Linked DNA regions of Pan troglodytes: regions 1 and 3 are each linked to region 2. A link is a contact called in public Hi-C and HiChIP or PLAC-seq data. All regions are on one chromosome and are shown on one strand. The core of a region is the stretch at or near the end of the contact, and the rest is flanking DNA. Distances in the headings are between cores, read along the strand shown.

Evidence for each region. A called contact is a pair of places that touch in the nucleus more often than the background predicts. HiChIP or PLAC-seq counts read pairs in DNA pulled down with a chosen protein or histone mark.
Region 1: a contact with region 2 is called in a Hi-C map of induced pluripotent stem cells, with 1.7 times the contacts expected there. The contact joins the enhancer-like site here to the promoter of ZGPAT in region 2. A contact is called at or near these places in 1 of 7 Hi-C or Micro-C datasets (induced pluripotent stem cells) and 1 of 1 datasets of contacts at active chromatin or transcription factors (stem cell-derived excitatory neurons).
Region 3: a contact with region 2 is called in an H3K4me3 HiChIP or PLAC-seq map of stem cell-derived excitatory neurons, with 4 times the contacts expected there. The contact joins the promoter of PTK6 here to the promoter of ZGPAT in region 2. A contact is called at or near these places in 2 of 7 Hi-C or Micro-C datasets (induced pluripotent stem cells and stem cell-derived neural progenitor cells) and 1 of 1 datasets of contacts at active chromatin or transcription factors (stem cell-derived excitatory neurons).

Annotation. Positions count from the first base shown.
Region 1 is chr21:70,284,038-70,286,737 of NHGRI_mPanTro3-v2.0_pri, reverse strand. It overlaps UCKL1 (uridine-cytidine kinase 1 like 1), which reads left to right. Exons shown (of 15, transcript NM_001280371.1): 8 at 48-64; 9 at 2,259-2,357; 10 at 2,424-2,517; 11 at 2,611-2,673. Among named protein-coding and RNA genes, the nearest start is that of UCKL1, 19 kb to the left of the region's middle. Within about 2 kb of position 1,312, at least 7 of the 24 cell types and tissues checked have an H3K27ac peak or open chromatin away from gene starts, as enhancers often do. A contact at or near this core is called in induced pluripotent stem cells, where this site is marked.
Region 2 is chr21:70,046,265-70,049,032 of NHGRI_mPanTro3-v2.0_pri, reverse strand. ZGPAT (zinc finger CCCH-type and G-patch domain containing) reads right to left here and starts at 1,361. Exons shown (of 7, transcript XM_525387.8): 1 at 1,155-1,361; 2 at 1-167. The coding sequence starts at 139. It overlaps ARFRP1 (ADP ribosylation factor related protein 1), which reads left to right and starts at 693. Exons shown (of 8, transcript XM_009437655.3): 1 at 693-847; 2 at 1,617-1,715; 3 at 1,976-2,063; 4 at 2,277-2,359. The coding sequence starts at 1,623.
Region 3 is chr21:69,875,069-69,877,907 of NHGRI_mPanTro3-v2.0_pri, reverse strand. It overlaps PTK6 (protein tyrosine kinase 6), which reads left to right and starts at 1,512. Exons shown (of 8, transcript XM_016938334.4): 1 at 1,512-2,739. The coding sequence starts at 2,312. It overlaps SRMS (src-related kinase lacking C-terminal regulatory tyrosine and N-terminal myristylation sites), which reads left to right. Exons shown (of 8, transcript XM_024352155.2): 8 at 1-1,393.

The sequences.
Region 1 (2,700 bases), core at 63-2,562, 240 kb before region 2:
ACTGACGCGCCACCGTTCCCTTGTGTCTTCCTGTGTTGCTGCCACAGCGTGAACTCAGCGTCAGGTAAGACTTGCACAGCTGTCTGCACAGATGGAGGCACTTCCAACACCTCCAAGGAGCTCTGGGGTCTGGGCTGTGAAGCCAGGCAGCTGGCTCTTCCCCAGTCAGAAGGGGTGGTGTGGAGTGGTCCCAGCCCTGCTTCTGCCTCCGCTTGCTGGCAGATGAGGACACTGAGGCACAGAGATGTGAAGTAGCTTGCCCAGCATCACGGAGTCCTGACCCTGTCCTGGCCAGACTTTGCTGGAGGCTCCCCTGACTCCTGAGTCTGTCTATGGGATTTGACCCCAGAGAGCACAGCTGTCCTCCTGAGCCAGCACTGCCAGGCCTCTGGGGCAGTGACTACAGACATGTCCCAGCAGCCAGGGAGCCTGCTGTACCTCCTGTGCCCAGCCTCACGGACCAGTCAGCTTTCCCTGGTTGCAGGTGGAGGGCCTCGCGCCTGTCCTCCCACCCACCCGGGTCCTGCTTGCCCCAGCTCTGTCCTCGCAGCCCGCACAGCTCTGCCAGCAGGAACTGGGCAACTGCAGCAAGAAGCTTGGGCTGGGCCGGGGCCGCATCCCACTGCCCCTCCCCAAGGGCAGGCGTGCAGGGGGTTAGCCATGAGGGACCTGCCCTTCTCCCTGCCTTCTGTGGGTTGGGAGGCTCCTGACTGAGCCACCTGGAGGGAGAGCCCTCACATTCAGAGCCCTCCAAAGAGTTTGACAAATGTTGGAAATGCCTCCAGGGCCCGTCCGCCAGCCGTCCAGCTTCCAGTGCCTGCATGAGTCTCCGCTTGGCCCTCTCTGCGGCCAGGGAACCCGCAGGTCTTGTCCCGTCAGGTTCCTCCTGAAGCTTTTGTTCTGAGAGGAAAAACTTTCCAGGGTTTCAAACTTGGAAAAACACCTGAACGCAGCCAGACACATTTTCCGTCGTCTGGTCAGCCAAGGAAGTGTTGGCCTGTGGCTGCACTCACTTCCTTCAGCCCCAGGAAGCCTTGGTCGGGGGCAGGAGGGAGGGCCAGGCAGGGCTGGGGGCCTGGCCGCCCACACTCCTCCTCAGGCCTGCGGGGAACGCCCTGCTCCCCAACTAAGCAGCCTTCTCTTTGTTCTCTTCCTTCTCTCTGTAAACCCCCGTTTCCTGCCTTGTTCCCTCCCTGAACATGCTCTTCACCTGGCAAGCAGAGGAAGCTACGTTGGGATATGTGAGCAGTGTGCTCCGTGGTGCTGCTGTGTGACCCGCCTTCCCGTAGCCCCTTGCCCCGCTGCTCCCGCTAGGCCCTCTTTCCTGCTCCTGCCCCGCCTTTCCCTGCCACTGTCACGCCTCTTTTCTGCCCTGCCACACCCCATTCCCGGCCCCGCCTCTTTCCCTGCCACTGTCACGCCTCTTTTCTGCCCTGCCACACCCCATTCCCGGCCCCGCCTCTTTCCCTGCCACTGTCACGCCTCTTTTCTGCCCTGCCACACCCAATTCCGTGCCCTGCCTCTTTCCTTCCCCTGCCACACCCAATTCTGTGCCCTGTCGCTTTCCTCTTCCTGCCCCCGCATCACCCCCTTTCCTGCCCCGCCCCATTCCCTGCCCCTGTCATGCCCCTTTCCGGCTTTGCCTCCTCCCGGTCCCACCTCTTTCTTGCCTCCGCCCCGCTCTTTTCCTGCCCGCTCCTAGACCTGCTGCTGCCCCGGCCATCCCCAGGCTTGGGCAGCGGGGCGGGACGGGGCAGCCAAGAGACACTGAGCCAGCTTTGCCCCCCACCCCCCTCTCTTGAGAGGGGCCGCGCACCACCTCGGGGAGGAGCCAGGGCGGGGCCTGACCCCACAAAGCTTTAGTTCCCCCGGGGAGAGGCTGGGGACAAGCTACCCATTCTGGGGTATGACACCTATCAGCACGTGTGAGCCCGCCCTGTGCCCGGCCCACTTCTGCCTCCTCTTAGCGCAGGAGGGGTCCCGCACTGGGAGGGGCCCTCACAGCCTGCCCCCCTAGCTTTCTGCCTGATGGTGAGCTTGCCCCGTCGTTCGCCGCCATCTTTCGCCTTTGCCTGACAGCTCAGGTAGGGCGACGTCTCCCCCCAGCTCAGCCCCAGGCAGAAGTCAGGCCCGCTCTGCACCTCGTGCTGTGCCTGGCCCGTGTGTTCCCCTCACAGTGACGCACAGCCGTCCTGTGGGGAGGGAGGGCTCTGGGAAAAGACCCCCTTCTTGAGTGTTCCCCATCGGTTTGTCCCCAGGGCTGCGCTGGCCTCGGCACACCAGTGCCACCCGCTGCCCCGGACGCTGAGCGTCCTGAAGAGCACGCCGCAGGTACGGGGCATGCACACCATCATCAGGTGAGGGCCCACCTGGGGACGGGGCGGCCCCGGGCGCGCGCTCCCGCTCAACTGTTGGCCCCACAGGGACAAGGAGACCAGTCGCGACGAGTTCATCTTCTACTCCAAGAGACTCATGCGGCTGCTCATCGAGCACGCGCTCTCCTTCCTGCCCTTTCAGGTTTGTAGCCCGTAGCCCGCGAGGTGGAGGGTGGGTCCTGGAGCCGGTGCGAGCTCTGTGCGCTCACCGGAGTCCTCACCCTGCACCCCACAGGACTGCGTCGTGCAGACCCCGCAGGGGCAGGACTATGCGGGCAAGTGCTATGCGGGGAAGCAGGTACCTGCCTGGGCACACCTGGGCGCG
Region 2 (2,768 bases), core at 112-2,611:
TGAGCTCCTTCAGGTCCCCCTGCAGCTGGCGCAGGTCAGCCTGCTCAGACGAATCCAGGCCGGCGCCCAAGGCCAGCTCCACCTGCTGCAGCTGCGCACGGTAGGTCTGCAAGGCCGACTCCAGGCTCTCCTCGTCCATGCTGAGAGAGGGAGGCGCTGGACCAGGGCTGCAAGAAGAGAAGCCAGCTGAGCACCGCGTCTCGGGACCGACCCCACAGCCTGAGGACGGGCACGGGCACGTCCCCTTTCCCTCGGGGAGACACCGGCTCAGAGGCACAGCTCCCAGCGCAGAGGTCGCAGCCCGGGTACCCCCGCTCAGGCTCCGCGCTTCCCTTCCGAGCCGCCGTGGGCTCGCCGCTAGCCGGGTCCCGCGTCACTCCGGAGCCCCCTCCCCGCGGGGCGCCCCGCCGCCTGACCCTCCGCCGAGCCCACCCGCCGCGCCCGCCGCCTTCCAGGCCGGCCGCGCCCCCCCGCCCGGCGTCTCTTCTGTCTGGCCAGGGCCGCGTCCCCGCAAACCGCGGCCCCCTGGTCCCCGGCCGGGCACCTCCTCCGCGCGGTTTCCCAGCCGCAGCCACAGAGAGCCCGCCGGCCTCACCGGCTAGAGCGGCCCGGCGCCCCCTTTTCGCCCCAGCAGCCGATCGGCACTTCCTCCCGAGCGCCGCCGCTTCCGGAAGTGCTTGGCGCGCGGGGGCAGCCGGGAAGCGGAGCGCGGAGGCCGCTGGGACGCGGTTCAGCTCATTCCCTGAGGCCGGCCCGCGTCCCGTCAGGCGCCGCGCGGGGTTAGCGCGGGGTCAGCGGAGGTCAGCGGGGGTCAGCAGCGGCGGCTCCGAGGGCGCGGCGGACGCAGGTAGGCCGCAGGCTGTGCGGTGAGGCGCGAGGCCCGAGGGGCGGCCCAGGACTCGAGGTGGGACGCGGGTGTGACAGGAGCCAGCTTTGGCTGCTTGTCGGGGAGCCTCAAACCTGGCGGCGGCGGCATGGGGCGGACGTAGCCGGGGGCCGCGACCCAGGTTCTTCCTTCGCAGTCGTTCCCTGCCAGCCGCGCGCCGCCTCCAGGTGCACTCCAGGAGCAGCCGGGCCGCTGCTCACCCGCCCTGTAGTCCGCTCCCCCCAGGGCCGTCCCCGTTTTAAGAAATGGGGTGATGGGGCGTCCCTACCCGGCGCCTGCAGGGGCTCCTGGGGAGCGCGCCGGTGGCTCGCTGCTCCCGGGTGGGGCGCGGGGCTGACGCTCGAGGGTGCTGTGGCCCAGGCGGGGCTGCAGCGAGTGTGTTCCCCGTTCCGCGCGCGTGAAGCGTGGGAGCGAAGCCTCGGGCGAGGGCGGGAGCGCGGCTGAGCTCACTGTGAACACCTGGCTGGGTAGTCCCGCGAGCAGGGGAGGGGCCGGAACCGATGTGTATTCGGAGAGGTCGCAGTCATCGCTGTGAGCAGGACACAGTGGCGGCTGACCTGGGAGAAGTTACAGAGGGATGGGGTGGGAGAGGGACGAGGAGTCGGGAATGGCCCCCAGGCTCTCGTCCTGAGCGGTCGGCTGGACGTGGGGCGCCACTGACCACCGTGGAGAAGCCCGGGGGAGGGGAGGTGCTTTCTGGCTGCACACTGACATATGTTGGGGTGCCCAGGGCAGGATGTACACGCTGCTGTCGGGCTTGTACAAGTACATGTTTCAGAAGGACGAGTACTGCATCCTGATCCTGGGCCTGGACAATGCTGGGAAGACGGTGAGTGCCCACGCCCTTGCGCGCACCTTTCCCACGGCCTGGCGGCGCCCCCTTCGGTGTTGTGCTGTCAGCTGCACGTTCACTACCCAGACAGAAGCCAAATTTCACCTGAGACGGCAGGATAGTCACCACCAGCTTCCTGAAGAGCAGAGTGTTGCTCTGTTTCTGTTTCTGTCTTTTAAAGAACAGACCTGAGTAAGGATATTTGGAAGCCAGTATAGCCCCTACTTGATGTGTTTCGCCTCTCCCTCTCTCCTCAGACCTTCCTGGAGCAGTCGAAAACCCGATTTAACAAGAACTACAAGGGGATGAGTCTATCCAAAATCACCACCACCGTGGGCCTAAACAGTAAGGCGTCTAAACAGCAGGGCTGTGGGTTTGGGGCCTTGAGGATGCCGTGATGTTCACAGTCCAGCTGGCCCGTGGCCACAGCCCTGTCGGGCCCCTCTCAAGTCTCATTTGAGTGGCACCGGCATGCTTTGCCCCATCCCCTGGGAGAGCTGGGACTGGGTGTGTCGAGGACCAAGGTCATGAGCCTTGCCTGTTTCCTCCTCTCCCCAGTCGGCACTGTGGATGTGGGAAAGGCTCGGCTCATGTTCTGGGACTTAGGAGGGCAGGAAGAGCTGCAGTCTTTGTGGGACAAGGTAAGACTCCCTGGCCAGGACCACCCCCACCCCAGCCCTCCAGTGCCACTTCTTTCCAGAGTGCACCCTTTGGGCCCTTCCTCAGCAGCTTTCCTTACCCACTCTGTCCCTCGGGTTTTCTCTCTGGTCCCATCCCAGGTTCCCGAGTGGCTCCCTGTTTTGTCCCAGCTGAACCCTTAGCTGAAGTTGCCCCAAAAGTGGTGGTAGGGGAGTTTCCCACTTGGGAGTTCCCTGCGATGGGGCCAGTGGAGATTCCAGGGAAAGAATCACTAAATGCCAAGGCGATCAGATCAGAGCATGTATTAGGGGAACCTGTTGACAGAGTGCGGCATCCTCAGGTGACCAGTGAGAGAAGGGCATGTTCACTGGTCATGCCTGAAGCCGGGGGGAACTGGGTTCAGGGCTGGGG
Region 3 (2,839 bases), core at 263-2,762, 170 kb after region 2:
TGGGGGCTCGGAGGTAGATGCCATGGTATGCTGGGCAGCAAGTGGCTCAGAAAGCCTCTGGGTGTGAGTCCTCGGGGGTCACCAAGGCAGGAGGGGGCAGGGATGTGCAGGGTCGGCCCTCGTCTCCCCACGTCTGGCTCAGGGAAGCTTCTGCTCAGGTCTTCGTGAAACACGTCAAGAAGCAAGGGGGCCGGCGGGGTCTGTTTGTGGCCCCCGGAGACCCTGCCCCCCACCCTCCTGGGAGCCCAGGTTGGCAGCTGTGCCCAGAAGGCTTTCGGGGATGGAAAGTTTGGAGACAAGTTCAGGCCTGACTGAGTCCTTGTCCCCTAGAGTTGGGGTCAGCTCTGTACCTGCTGAGCCGAAGTGCTGATGGCCGCCGTCCACAGGCCCCGGCCAAAGGCTGGCTCAGGAGGAAGCTAAGAGATGAGACTCCCGTGTGCAGAGACAGGTGGCCCCGGGGAGGGAAGAGGCCACTCGGAGGCTCCGAGAACGGAGGCAGCGCAGGGGCTTCCTGGGGCCTGTGCATAGAAGGAGCAAGGCCAAGCGGAGGGAAGCAGCAGGAACCAGGACCCCTGCAGATGGTGGAGGCAAGAGGCTTTATCTGAGCCTTTGGGACCCTGGCCACCTGCCCAGCTCCATCTGCATGGGAGAACCTAGGGGAGGGGCTGGCTCTGGTACCTGGGCCCACTGAGGCCTTGAGCTGAGCTTCCGGTTCTGGCAGGTCCCCAGCACAGCAGCCTGGGGGCTCCTCTGGCACAGACGGCCTCGCCCTCTGTGCTTTCTGCAGCCGCCACTGGGGTTAAGGGAACCAGGTGTGTCTGTGGCACCTGTGCCCTCCTAGGCATCTCGCCAGCCACCAGCTGAACAGGTTTGGTGCTCCTGGGTATCTGGGAGGGGCCGGGGACGTTCCTGCCTCCTGGTGTGGCTTAGACTGAACGTCCTGCACGTCCGAACTCAGGGATACTCGAGGCTTCCTGGACATAGACTCACGGGCCCAGAGTCCCAGGCTCGAGTACACCGGGGCGGTGTCAGAGCTGGTGGGCTCTGAGGGACGCTGCCCGGCCAGATGCCCCGGCGCCCTCCTTCCGCATTCCCCACCCCCCACCCCTCCCCCTGCATCCTCCCCGACCGACCCCAGACAGAGCTGGGAGGGCCAGAGGGACACTGCCCAGGCCGGCACCCCGCTGCCCCTCCCCACCTTGGTCAGTGCTGAGCTGGGCTGCCCAGAAATCTATGAACCTGTTAAATAACCCAGATTATTGTTCTTAATCTCAAAACAATGAGTGGAAGGTGCCATTATTTCTCTTTGCAATAAAAATAAAAGTTCAAATACGCAGTTTAGGGACTTTCCCTACCACTCCTTGCAGACTTTGAGTTTCCCTTCCCACCCCTTCCTGCCCCCTTGTGGCTGCCAGTCCAGGTCCCTGGGTTGGAGCTCCCGGGTGGACACAGTAGAGTCAGTGGGAGGGTGGGGCGGGGAGGGGCCTTCAGGGAGGGGGTGTCCCGAGTCTCAGGGGCTGGGGGGCAGGTGGCCGTCGGGTGCAGGTGGGGGTCACGGCAGGGCTCACTCAGGCATGAGTCGGGAGAAGGGAGGCCAGCTGGAAGGGGGCAGGGGTCCTGCGGGCTGGGCAGGAGGAGGCAGAGGCTGCAGGCAGGAGGGGCTGCCTGGGAGGGACCTGTGGCCTTGGGCCCCAGCGCCGTGGGCGCTTCCAGGCCGCACTCACGGTCCTTGCCTGCCCCCTGGCGTCCGTGTGGAGGAAGGCAGTGCCCGTTTCTTCAACCGCGGGTGCCCCTGGCTCTGCCTCCCCGGGGATCCCCCAAAACCCTCGGGCCCTCCTCTTCCAGGAAGTCCTCCGGGCTGACCCACACAGCTGTCGCTGCCCTGATTCCACTCCCTCTTCCCTGCTTGGCCCTTACCCGAGGGCGGGCCTGCCCATGAGGCCGCTCTCAGGACGCCTGCCCACAGCAGCTCCTGACATTGGGCCCTGCGCTCAGGGGTGGAGTCTGGGGCTGGGTGAGGGCACCGACGGGTGGAGGGGAAGCTTCCGGAAGCGGGGAGAGAGGCGGCCCCCACCTGTGCCCCCGCAGCTCTGACGGTTGGGAAGGCAGCGCCTGCAGCCCTCACCTTCCTGCCCTCAGGCTGCGAGGCTTGTTCCCAGGGGGCCGTTGGCTTCCCTGAGTGCCTGAGTGTCCATAAGTTGGACCCCCGAGAAGCCCCAACCGGGGGTCCTCCTCCCCCTCTCCTGCGCTCAGGCCGGCCCTGGCGGTGCTTCCCCAGTGGGTTCCCATAGTTCGGGCGCTAAGTGCTCGGATGGGCCCCAGTGGGCCTGAGAACTTGTGGGGCCGGCTGGGCCCTCAGGAGGAGCCGGGGTGCTCTCGAGCGCCTGTGGGTGCTGGGTGTGGCTGCTTCCCGGCCTGTCATGAGGAAGTGGGACGGCCCGCCTGCCACGCCCAGCTCTGGGTGCTCCAGCTGGGCTATAGCCTGGTCCTGCCGCTGCGCCCGCCTGCCATGGTGTCCCGGGACCAGGCTCACCTGGGCCCCAAGTATGTGGGCCTCTGGGACTTCAAGTCCCGGACGGACGAGGAGCTGAGCTTCCGCGCTGGGGACGTCTTCCATGTGGCCAGGAAGGAGGAGCAGTGGTGGTGGGCCACGCTGCTGGACGAGGCGGGTAGGGCCGTGGCCCAGGGCTATGTGCCCCACAACTACCTGGCCGAGAGGGAGACGGTGGAGTCGGAACCGTGCGTGTCCTAGGCTGCTGGGAGCTTTGGCACAGGCCACCCTCTAGGCACAGGGGAGGGACAGGGCTCTGGGCTGCTCAGGGAGGCCCAAGAAGGTGGG